Regions from separate parts of the Mus musculus genome. Here region 1 is linked to region 2. A link is a contact called in public HiChIP or PLAC-seq data. All regions are on one chromosome and are shown on one strand. Each heading gives the region's core, a stretch centred on a gene start, on an enhancer-like site or on the middle of the called end of the contact. The rest is flanking DNA. Distances are from core to core; before and after follow the strand shown.

What was found. HiChIP or PLAC-seq counts read pairs in DNA pulled down with a chosen protein or histone mark.
Region 1: an H3K27ac HiChIP or PLAC-seq map of extraembryonic endoderm stem cells shows a contact between it and region 2, with 6 times the contacts expected there. The contact joins the promoter of Mcfd2 here to the enhancer-like site in region 2. A contact is called at or near these places in 11 of 39 promoter capture datasets (the 3T3-L1 cell line, 3T3-L1-derived adipocytes, the HPC-7 cell line and 7 more), 24 of 484 Hi-C or Micro-C datasets (the G1E-ER4 cell line, the HL-1 cell line, the HPC-7 cell line and 11 more), 5 of 115 datasets of contacts at active chromatin or transcription factors (acute myeloid leukemia, embryonic forebrain, extraembryonic endoderm stem cells and 2 more) and 1 of 9 other capture datasets (liver).

What each region holds. Positions count from the first base shown.
Region 1 is chr17:87,262,491-87,267,761 of GRCm38.p6, reverse strand. It overlaps Mcfd2 (multiple coagulation factor deficiency 2), which reads left to right and starts at 1,815. Exons shown (of 4, transcript NM_139295.3): 1 at 1,815-1,927.
Region 2 is chr17:86,491,293-86,496,516 of GRCm38.p6, reverse strand. It overlaps Prkce (protein kinase C, epsilon), which reads right to left. Exons shown (of 15, transcript NM_011104.3): 9 at 3,097-3,296; 10 at 406-579. Among named protein-coding and RNA genes, the nearest start is that of Gm30284, 49 kb to the right of the region's middle. Within about 2 kb of position 1,461, at least 26 of the 459 cell types and tissues checked have an H3K27ac peak or open chromatin away from gene starts, as enhancers often do. A contact at or near this core is called in acute myeloid leukemia, extraembryonic endoderm stem cells and liver, where this site is marked.

The DNA.
Region 1 (5,271 bases), core at 566-3,065, 770 kb before region 2:
GAGTACTCAGCACCATGGCGCCCTCTTTTCGTACGTTGAGCAGAGGATGCGATGCCAGGAGGACAGACCGGAGAACAACAAGCATAGTTGTCAGGAAAGAAAAAAAAAATGCTTCAAAGTGTGGCTGTGCCTTAGGGTTTTTAATCGCTGTGAAGAGATGCCATAACCACAGCAACTCTTGCAAAGGACAACATTTAACTGGGGCTGGCTTCCAGTTTCAGAGGTTCAGTCCATTATCATCAAGGTGGGAAGCATGGCAGCATCTAGGCAGACATGGTGCTGGAGAAGGAGCTGAGAGTTCTGCATCTTGATCAGCAGGCAGCAGGAGACTGTGTGTCACACTGAGCATAGCTTGAGCATAGCAGAACTCAAACCCACCTCCACAGCATTCAAACAAAGGAGACAATGGGAGCCATGTTTGACTTCGAGGAATAAGCAAGTCAGAAGAGACCTGGTTTGCATGGAGATGGCCATTTCAATAGCATTGTAGGAAAGAACCAGAGGGCAAGCATCTATGCAGGTAAGAATGATCCAGTAGAAAGAGAAAGATGACAAAAGCTAGCATCCACAGAGAAGGTGGAGTATCTGGCTTGGTGGCAAGTGCTTATTAGAAAAAAGTCTGAGCAGGGCAGTGGTGGCACACACCTTTAATCCCAGCACTTGGGAGACAGAAGCAGATGGATCTGAGTCTGCGGGCAGCCCGGTCTACAGAGCAAGTTCCAGAACAGCCAGGGCTACACTGAGAGATCCTGTCTCGAAAAATCAAAACACCAAATCAGCAACAAAACAAAAAGTCTAGGAGGTGTGAGGTGAAGAATGCTCCAGGCTACCCTCGGTCCAGTCTCTACTTACTGAGCTTCATAAACTGCCTGCATTTGTAGCTCCCAGGACAAAGGATCGTAGGTACAATGCAGTCAACTACAGGGTACCCAGAATGAACTGGACCAAATTAATCTAACCTTCAGAATGAGATGGAATGAGATGCAATATCTTAGGGACTCTTGAAAGAGGCTTTCTCTCCCTATGGATAATGTTGAAATCTTAATCTTGGAAAGTGGGACAAAGAGACAAAAACGGTGCTGTTGGGCAATTTTCAAGGCTACAAGGAAGAGGGGGTGGGGGTGGGCTTTGATATAATCTCTCTCCATCTTTGATGTAGGTGCATCTAAAAAAAATACGATTATGTATCTTCAAAGATACAAAGGAGAGAAGGAATTTTAAAATGTACAGTCCTAAGCTCATATATCTATCTGTATCTATACACATTCACTGAAAGACAATTTTGTTAATATCAAAGGGCAGGATCCTTTTTTTTTTTTTTTTTTTTAAATATATTGTCTTCTCTCAAAGAAAACAACAAAACCAGACGATTTCAGGAACTTTACTAGCTGGATCTTGAGGCTGCGGCTCAGGGAATGGAGCAAAAAGAAAATGGAAGCAGGTCAGTCTTGGAAACGCAGGATCCCCGAGAAGTACCGGCTGCCTCACTGGGACAGGAGTTAGGGGTTTTACTCTCTCAGTTTGTAGTGGAAGCAAGGATATCCGTCAAAGTATAGAGAAGGTGAGGCTGGCCAGCTTCGGAGTCCGCCTCCTCCGGATCCTGCAGCCCACAACCCACGGTGAGCCACGTTCCGGAGCCTCAGGTTTGCCTAGCAACCAGCTCGCCTCTTGGCCTCCCCAGGGCCCTAGCAGTAGGGTGTCGCCCTCGGGAGGCGGGTCTGGCCGCGCCAGCCACAGGGGACACGTGGATCCACTGGATCGGGTCGCACAGGGGGCGGGGCCGGCAGCGTTGGTGGGCGGGCGGGAGGCTGTGCGCGTGCGCGGCTGGGCGAGGGGCGGGACCGGCGTGCGGAGAAAAGCGTCCCAGGGACGGCAGCTGGCAAGGTTCACGTTGGAGTGCTTCGCGACTGCGTCGGGGATTATCGGGGTGAGCGAACCCACGGGCCGGAGGCCTGACCCTCGGGGCAGAGGTCGGTCGGCCTGGGGCTCGAGAATGGGAGGCCCGGGTGGCGGGGTGGAGGATGCGGACCTTCAGGGCGCAGCGGGACCTGTGGCCCACGGAGGCAGCCTGTCTTCCGAGAGGGTTTCGGGGGCCAGACGTGTCTGCCCGGCTGAGCACCGCGCTGTTGTTTGCGCTCACCCCATTGCTGGGAGTCTCAGTACTAGGCTGTAGGGCCAGCTGTGTGGGCTGGACACGGACCCTGGCTGGCCTGGAAGCACGCGGGTCTCAGGCGTTACTCCATCTGCCTCTGGCTCCCCCACCTTCCTCGGGGCAGACCCACAGGTCCTGTTGTCTCGACAGGGTTGGCTAGTTTGAGCCTAGGAGGTTAGGTAGACAAGGGATGCTCGTTTGTCTCGTTTTCCCTTTCTGGGACATGGCACCTCCATCCACACATATGCCCAAACCAGAGGCCTGGGCGTCACTCTTACCTACACTCATCAAATACATTGAACCTATTCAAAACTCTCACTTTTCCAGACACCTTGCCTTAGCAATCAGCTCTCTTTTCTGCTCCTTTAATATTGATTGACCCTCCTCAACGTGTCCAGTACAGGGGAGGTAGAGACACGCTCAGCCACCCTGCCCCATTCCCAGGTCCTTCTGTGGATTCTCATTGCCCTTCCAAGCTCTTCTTTCCTTCCTGCAATGCCTGTTGTGACTCACTCACTGTCTTTGTACTTTACTCAAGACCTGCCCCTCCTCATCTGAATATTCTGGATTGGACTTAAGTCATGTTTAGGTGTTCACTGCCATATGGAGGGGCGTGCTTTGCTTTGGGTTGAAATATTTCTTCTCATGCTTTCTGTGGATGGGGGTGTGTGTGATACCCCTGGAGTGCCTCTTTAGTGACCTGTGTTTTGCTGTCGAGAGGCGTCTGACTGTTCTCACAGCCTTCACAGCTCTGCTCTCCCTATGTAACTAGGCTCTTAGTTAAATGTTAGTTATAAGGGTAGCATGGCATTCCTTTGGAATCCCCCAGTGAACAAATGGACCAGACTATTAAACACCAGCCTATTCAGGACAAGTTTTCAACCTCAGCCCATGTGGGGGCTTTCTGTAACCCAGAAACTTGCTGGTTACTTGGACTTCAAGAGCATGGAGATGACTACAACTAGGAAGCACTAGTCAGTTGGCCTTGGCTCCGTGTAACAGGATGTCTGGGGTGTTGTCAAATGTGATTGCTTTGAATGTAAATTCCCAACTAAGAGCCTCTGAAGGCTGCCAACAGCTGCTAGGAGGAAAGCCCACTCCCTGATAGGAATAATGGCCCAGTGGGAAGGAAGGGTGGGCAGGAGTGCTGCAAAGGGAGAGCTCAGCCTTAGGCCAGGGCCTCTGAGATAGAGACTTAAGTACTGTGTTTCTTCTCACCCCATTCTGACCACGTCCCACGCCAGCTCAGCGTTGTTCAGTTCACAAATGAGAGAACACAGATCCTGACCTTTGGAAAGAGGAGAAGGAAAGATAGGAAGGAAGAAACAGACAAGGAAGCAAGGGGTGTTAACCACAAGAGTCTTTACGTCTCATCTGAACCGGGCCTAGGAGGAATGACCAGACACAGTGGCAACAGAGGCGTCCGGAGCAGTGAGAGGAGCCCTGTTGGAGTCAAGGCTCTGAGGCAGGTCAGCATTGCCCTGTCAGACTCATGCTAAGGCCCTGATTGTTTTCTACAGCCCTCTCTGGTTTCCAGACGATCTGCTTGCCGCCGCCGATCATACCCCACTGATCATACCGACAGGGTTAGTGGTGGTGGTCTGCTGAGCTTAGCAATATCCTTTTCCTCTTTCGTTGCTGTGTGTGTCTCTCCCAGAGTTGCTCATTCTGTTGAAGATGACCTTCTCCAAAGGATGAGCAACAGCCTTTCAGTCAAGAATATATAAGTAGTCAACATAAGATAGTCAAGTTTCTAAGACTCCAGGCCCATCAAGAAGAGTCTCTGTACATGGGGGTCTTTAGAAAAGGGAAGTCAGTTGTCAGCCTCTCCCTTAGTTGGGTTTTTCTCTAGCTTGGCCTTTGCCGTTTCCTGAAGGTGAGTGAGCCAGGGAACCCTTGGGGCTTATCTTTCCAGGCCTTGTGCCCATGGCCTTGAACTAAGTAACTGGAGTGTGGATGATGCAATGTGTCCTTTTTGACTGGGAACAGTTGAATCTGGCAAGTGGCAGGCCCTGCCTCTTGTCGTCCCCGTGCTTTGTGGGATTCCTTCTGACTTCCTGGAGCTGGTATTTCTTGAGCTTTCATGTTGGGAACTTGCCGACGACGCAAGCTCAGAGGTTCTTGGCTTTTATACTGAAGAGAGGCTAACCTGAACTCAAAGTTCCTGTGCTTATTAACCACTTGGGTCAAGGTCTGCTATTACATCAGTTTAAAACATGCCACAGGTACACATCCCAGCTGGAGCCAACCATGTTCTTCGAGGAAAGGCGCCATGGTTTCAGTAGACAGCTCCAAGGTGCCCCCCTCCCCAATTACACTGACATCAGAATGTGGCTGCAGGCTGTAGACCTTGCCTCTCGATATAGAAGTAGAAAACAACTAAACAAGACACGTGACATCAGTGTGGCTGTCACACTCAAGCACACTGTCCCTTCCTCAGCATGCACATTTTTTTTTCCCTTTTCTTTTTAAATCTTAGCTGTGTATCTGTGGTTATCCCTCTAGTCCACCAAGGACCATGACCCACAGGACACACAAGTTGTGAACCAGTAGTCTAGACACCAGGCAGGTGCCCTGTACTGAGAATGTCTTCCTATTCCAGTCCAGAAGCCAAGAACCAAAAACACTGGAAGAACATAGAAGCCAGGCTCAGGGTGGCACATGCCTGCATCACAGCACTTGGAAGGTGAATATAGATGACTGTAGTTAAGCCAGCATGAGTTGTATAGTGACAGCCTGTTTTAAAACAGTAAAACAACAAAAGCCAAGGGGAGAAGACACTGAAGATAATTGAGTCCGAGGGTTAGGGAGGACTGGATCCCATTTCTGGTCCTTCCTACCCCCACACTCCTAAGATGTGGGCCCAGAATAAGTTATTCTGCTCTGGCCTGGGTTAAGTGACATCAGCATAGTAGGCACTACTAGGAATAACTTGAGAACATGTTCTCTGTTCCTGGTACAACCTTGGCAGGGTCTAGATGCTTGCTTCTTAAGTTGGAAGTGTGGTTTCTAACTCTTGAATTATCTGGAGGTAAATGTTAGCTAGAAACTGCCATTGAGTATTAGAATTATGGTAGGGATTACATACATATATGGAAAAAGTCATTTATAGTAGGTTT
Region 2 (5,224 bases), core at 212-2,711:
GACATCACACAAGGTAGAAGGATGAAGGTAGCTTTTGCTTTTTTTTTTTTTCTTCTTTTGAGCTGAAGCAGCCTAGAAGCAATCTTACTGTTGATTGAAAAGAGCTGGAACCGGGTTTACACCGCATCTGTTGGTTTTTCCAATGAGTCAACACTGGGGTTGACCATTTGGCTTTGAGTTGCCACAATCTGAAAGTGCACTATCGATCTTTCATCCCTGCACAGACACACATATGGTGTTCAATCGAACGCCTATCTCTGCAAGGGTAAAATCCACTCCACCACACTAAGTCTTGGAGAGAGGTACGCAGACGGTCAAAAGTGGTTTCTGATAGCTTAGATTCTGTGTGTTAGATGCCACGATACTACCCAAGAGGTCAGCTGGCCAGCCCCTTCTTAAGCATACCTTGGTCTGGAAGCAGCAATAGAGTTGGGTTAGATAAGGGTGTTTCCGAGCCAGAGCCAAAATCCTCTTCTCTGTCATTGTGCAGTCCACATCATCGTCTTGTAGGATAACGTCCTTCTTCAAGACCTTCACAGCGTAGACTTCATCTTTGCCTTTGAGTTCCGCCAACATGACCTGCAACCAGTTTTAACACATCTGGTCAGTCTTCACACCCACAGAACCAAATGATGTCAAATATCTAAGTGTCAATTGTTTCTTTCTTTCATTTTTAATGAAGATGTTTAGGAAGCTAACATTTTAAACGTTTAGGGAAACTACCTAAGGGGTTTTTTTTTTTTAAATCTCTGGCACAGTGCTCAGGTAAGAGAAGTTTAATGCACAGGGGCTAATTATTCATATCTTCATCTCCACTAGTGATACTGTAATTATCAGAGAACAAATGTAGCGTGCTTCCTATCTCTCCCTTGTATCTTTCTCTTCTCGCCTTTTCCCTCTTTCTTCATTTCTTTTGACAGTTCCCACTATGTAGCCCATGTTGGTCTTGAACTCATGACACTTCTGTTTCATCCAAATGCTAAAATATTAGGTGTGCCCCACCATACCACACACACATACAGACTTTCAGAAGAAGCAATATGTTATATGTATTTTCCTATAAAGTCTTCATCTCTATCATGATTGCTGGTACTCAGTTCAAAGTAAATACACTATAATTGATTCTGCTATCTCCTTCATATTAGAAACAAGTTATACCCAATTAAGTTCTATATAAGTTGCGCTGAGTGCTTTTGGACACAATTTAAAATTTTGTTTGGCATTATATCCTTGAAATAGATAGTTTTAGAACTAAAGGGTTGAACATTTTACACACTTCCCGATTTTTAAAAAAAGACTTGTTTATTTACTTATATAAGTACATGTCTTCAGACACACCAGGAGAGGGCATCGGATCCCATTACAGATGGTTGTGAGCCACCACGTGGTTGCTCAGGACCTCTAGAAGAGCAGACAGTGCCCCTAACTGCTGAGCCATCTCTGCAGCCCACATTTCCTGGTTTTTAAGAGGGCTACTTCAGAGAATAGCGTCTCTGAGCATGGGGCCGCTTTCACCTTCCCCTTCTGTTGGCTTGCTTCCTCTTCCTTGACAAACGGGAGACATTACCCTGACTCTGCTTTCAACTTGCAGTCTACCTTCCTGGGAGATTTATTTTCCAGTCGATTCTCTTTGTGGGAGAGTTTTCTCCTCTGTCTAGTTATTTGGGGTTGTTACTTCTAAGTCGGTACACATAAGAGACATAAAGACAAACCTCTTGCTCTCCGCACTGGCCCTCCCTTGCCTGCTTCATGACAAGCTGCTGCTATCTTTTCTTACTGAACATAACCTCTTTATCTGTGTGTACTTAATCGTGCCCTGTGTTTGCCTTTACAGTTTTATCCACAGTGCTGCAGGTAAAGACACAATTCCTTCCCCTGAGGGCTTATGGGGAGTCTGTTTTCTTGGCATTTGCCTATCAGTTGGCGTTTTCATTTATCTCCAAATAGTTGCAGGTCATTCTCCTTCCTGGGAACTTTGAAGAATGCTATTCCAATGTTGCCGTCAAAGTAAACCGAACATAACCCAAGGAACTTGAGAGGGTGCGGATTCTGTCACCTACAAAATACAGCCTATGTAAAACGGGCTCCAAGCTGCTTGCGATGGTGTGATTTTGCCTAAGAAGCCAGCTAAGCGCTCAGAGTCTTCAGGACCCCTATCCTGTCTACCTTACGTGCAGACCTGGGAGTTCTGAGCATGCTCAGTTCCCTAGAATCCTGCTCAGATTCAGACCTAGCCCTGCTCATAGCCTAAGCCAGAGCCACACGTAAACCAGAGGCCTGGGGTCTGTTTCTTATTAAGCTAGTTTTTAAAGAATGTGATCGATTCAGCAGTTGCCATCTGAGGAAATTTCAGTAACCTCCCTGCCAGGTGATCTCGGGACAGATAGGGCAGGTGAGTGCCTGCAGAGGCAGGCCCTGTGCCTGAGGGCTTCACGGAGCCTTCCCTCAGAATGGCCTTGGAATGGTGAATTAGGCCTTTCACTCCTGGCTGCTTCCCAGAGCCCAGCACAAATGAGAGAACCTAACTGCTACACCAGGCACGGTATTAAGACAGACAAGGAGACAGATAGACAGATATCTGAAATGCCCCTCATTTTTCTGGGCTCTTTGCATTTTGCCAGGACCATCACTGGTGGGCACAGCCCCACAAGGCATAGAGTGCAGCAGAGATCTGGGGGAAATGCCCTCAAGGGCAAAGGCCCGGATCCACTACACAATTATCCAGCTCTCCTCTCACGTGGAGAAGAAGAGCAGAATGGTTAGCAAGCACCAGGAAAATCAGTTAAGGACATTCAGCTTCCAGAGTCCTACACAGCAAGGTTTGCTCTGAACCTGGAGTCCACCAAGGACAGACGCTCAGAGCTCATGCTTAAGGTTTTCCTACTGAGAAAGCGGGATTTCACATGGCTCTCTGCACAAAGGAAGAAATGTGCACATGGAGTTGACAGTTGGGAAGAAGGGACATGCTAACACATGAAACTGCTCAGTGTGGTCCCTCCCTCCCTCCCTCCCTCCCTCCCTCCCTCCCTCCCTCTTTGCCTCTTTTCCCCATTTGATAAGTGAGAACTACTGAATCCTACGGTGATGCCCACAGACCTTGCCAAAGCTGCCTTTGCCCAACACCTTGATGAAGTTGAACTCATCCAGCCCCAAGCGCTTGGCCTGGCCTGGCCGGACTTCCCCGTTCTCTCCGGGGCTTGCCAGCTGGCCATCGGTGGCCGACGACGCTCGGTGCTCCTCTCCTCGGTTGTCAAATGACAAGGCCTTCCGAATGTTGTTTTCAAGTTCTTTTAGTTCTAGGGCCAAAGGTAAAAAGGAACTGGATTAGGACACACCTCATGAGCCATTTACATTAAGACTCAACCTTCAGGACCCATGATCATCCTTCATTTCTTCGTGGCGGCGGCAGACCCAGGGGCATCCTGTAGGTTCCTCCATCTGTCTAACATGTTTCTTTCAGTACCTAAGGTACAACAAGGCGTCAATCTGCAAAGACGAGGAAGACACAGTTCCCGATCTGTTGGGACTCATTGCCACCAAAGGCCTCTGAAGGCCTAGCAACCTTGTCCATAATTTCGGTGTGGTGAGACTACATGCCTTCCCTGGATCTCTGCAGACTCAGGGGCAACAAGGCACCCTTCCCTTCAACTTTCCTTTGAAGATGAGAACACTCAGAAGTCACCCTCACAGGCGTTCCTGGTGACAGAATCACTCACTCACTCACTCACTCACTCACTCACTCACTCACTCACTCGCGGGGGCTGTGAACTAGAACCAAAAGAACTTGAAAACAACATCTAGGAAGCCTTTGTTTTTTCTAAACGCCTTTACTTAGCCTTGAGGTTGGCTTTATGCTGAGCACTTGCCCCACACGAAGCTACCCAATAGAATGAGCCACAGGCTTATCATTAACAAAGATTAGTTTCCCACAATGGCATGCCACAAACTTATCTCTGCTGGGTCAGGAATTCCGCAGTACAATTTCTCAACTACGAGACAGTCTTGTGGCCTTCTGGAGTATGTGACCTAAATTACCTGGATGACAGTGCTGGGTGGCCCTCTGACCCTTTCTGTATGAAGAAGGTCTTTTATGGTTAGACATTCATTCGCCAACAGGAGCACTCATCTGTGTAGTATGGGTGTCCTGACATGATCCTACTGTAAAAGACTCTCATGAGTAACAGGGGTTACAGACGGTGACAGAGTATCTATGCCTCGGAATGAAGACAGATCAGTGAGCAGCACCTCTGGAGAGGAAGGTCTCTGCTTCCTTTCCAGAAGGACTCGAGTCCTAAGGGCCCACGCAGGGGATCTGGAGTGAACTCATAACGGGGTGGAAGGACAACAGCCAAGCCCGCAGACAGCCCTGCATGACAGACTCAGAAGTTCTGTAGCTCACTCACTCCAAGATATGACTTTTGTCCCGCCGGGAAGGCCTCAGTTGTTAAGAGCATCTTGGAAGGTAGAACTCAGGTGTCTGAAGACCCCAAAGCTCAAAGAAAATGGCTTTCTGAATTCTTACAGAAGAGGAGAAAGAGTTTCTCGCTCATCTCAGTTTTGTGATATGTTACATATCCTTTAGTTCTCCTGTGAGGCTGGGAAGCATGGGACCTGCCTGGATGGCACATCTGTCTGAATAAAGGCCCAAGAGGCACAGCAGACAGCACACCAGGCAAGAGCCAGGCCTAAAAATCAGGGGTATGTCACTCTATCTAGGTCTGTTATCATTGGACCCCATCTCTTTGAGGTTTCAGGACATTCTGTATGAAAAAGGGGGAAAGCTGAAAATGTCTGACTGGCCCAGGATAGGATCTCTAAGCTGATTACTTAGGGAGGGATGGAATCTCTTTGGGAATGAAGTAAAGACACAGCAAGTGAAAGAGGCTGGAAGAGGAGCTGAGAGTGACTAATCTATAGTCTCAAGACTGGAGAAGGGCCACTGAAACGGTCCTGCTCACTCCTGAGTAAGAAGCGCTGTGTCATAGCGATGACCTCCAATGAGGAGCTCATTGTTCAGGAGAGGCACAGGCCAGTCCTGGACACCAACTTGGTTCTGGGCCTCAGGACAAGCATTTCTCAATGCTGAGCTCCCATTCCTTAGCCTATTACCTGGTATAGAGCTGATGTGGGTAAAATATTAGCAATAACACCTCAGAAAGGGCCACAGGGAAGGGCGCCACCCTACGGTGAAGTCATTCCGCCTTGTGGGAGCATGCAGCTCTCT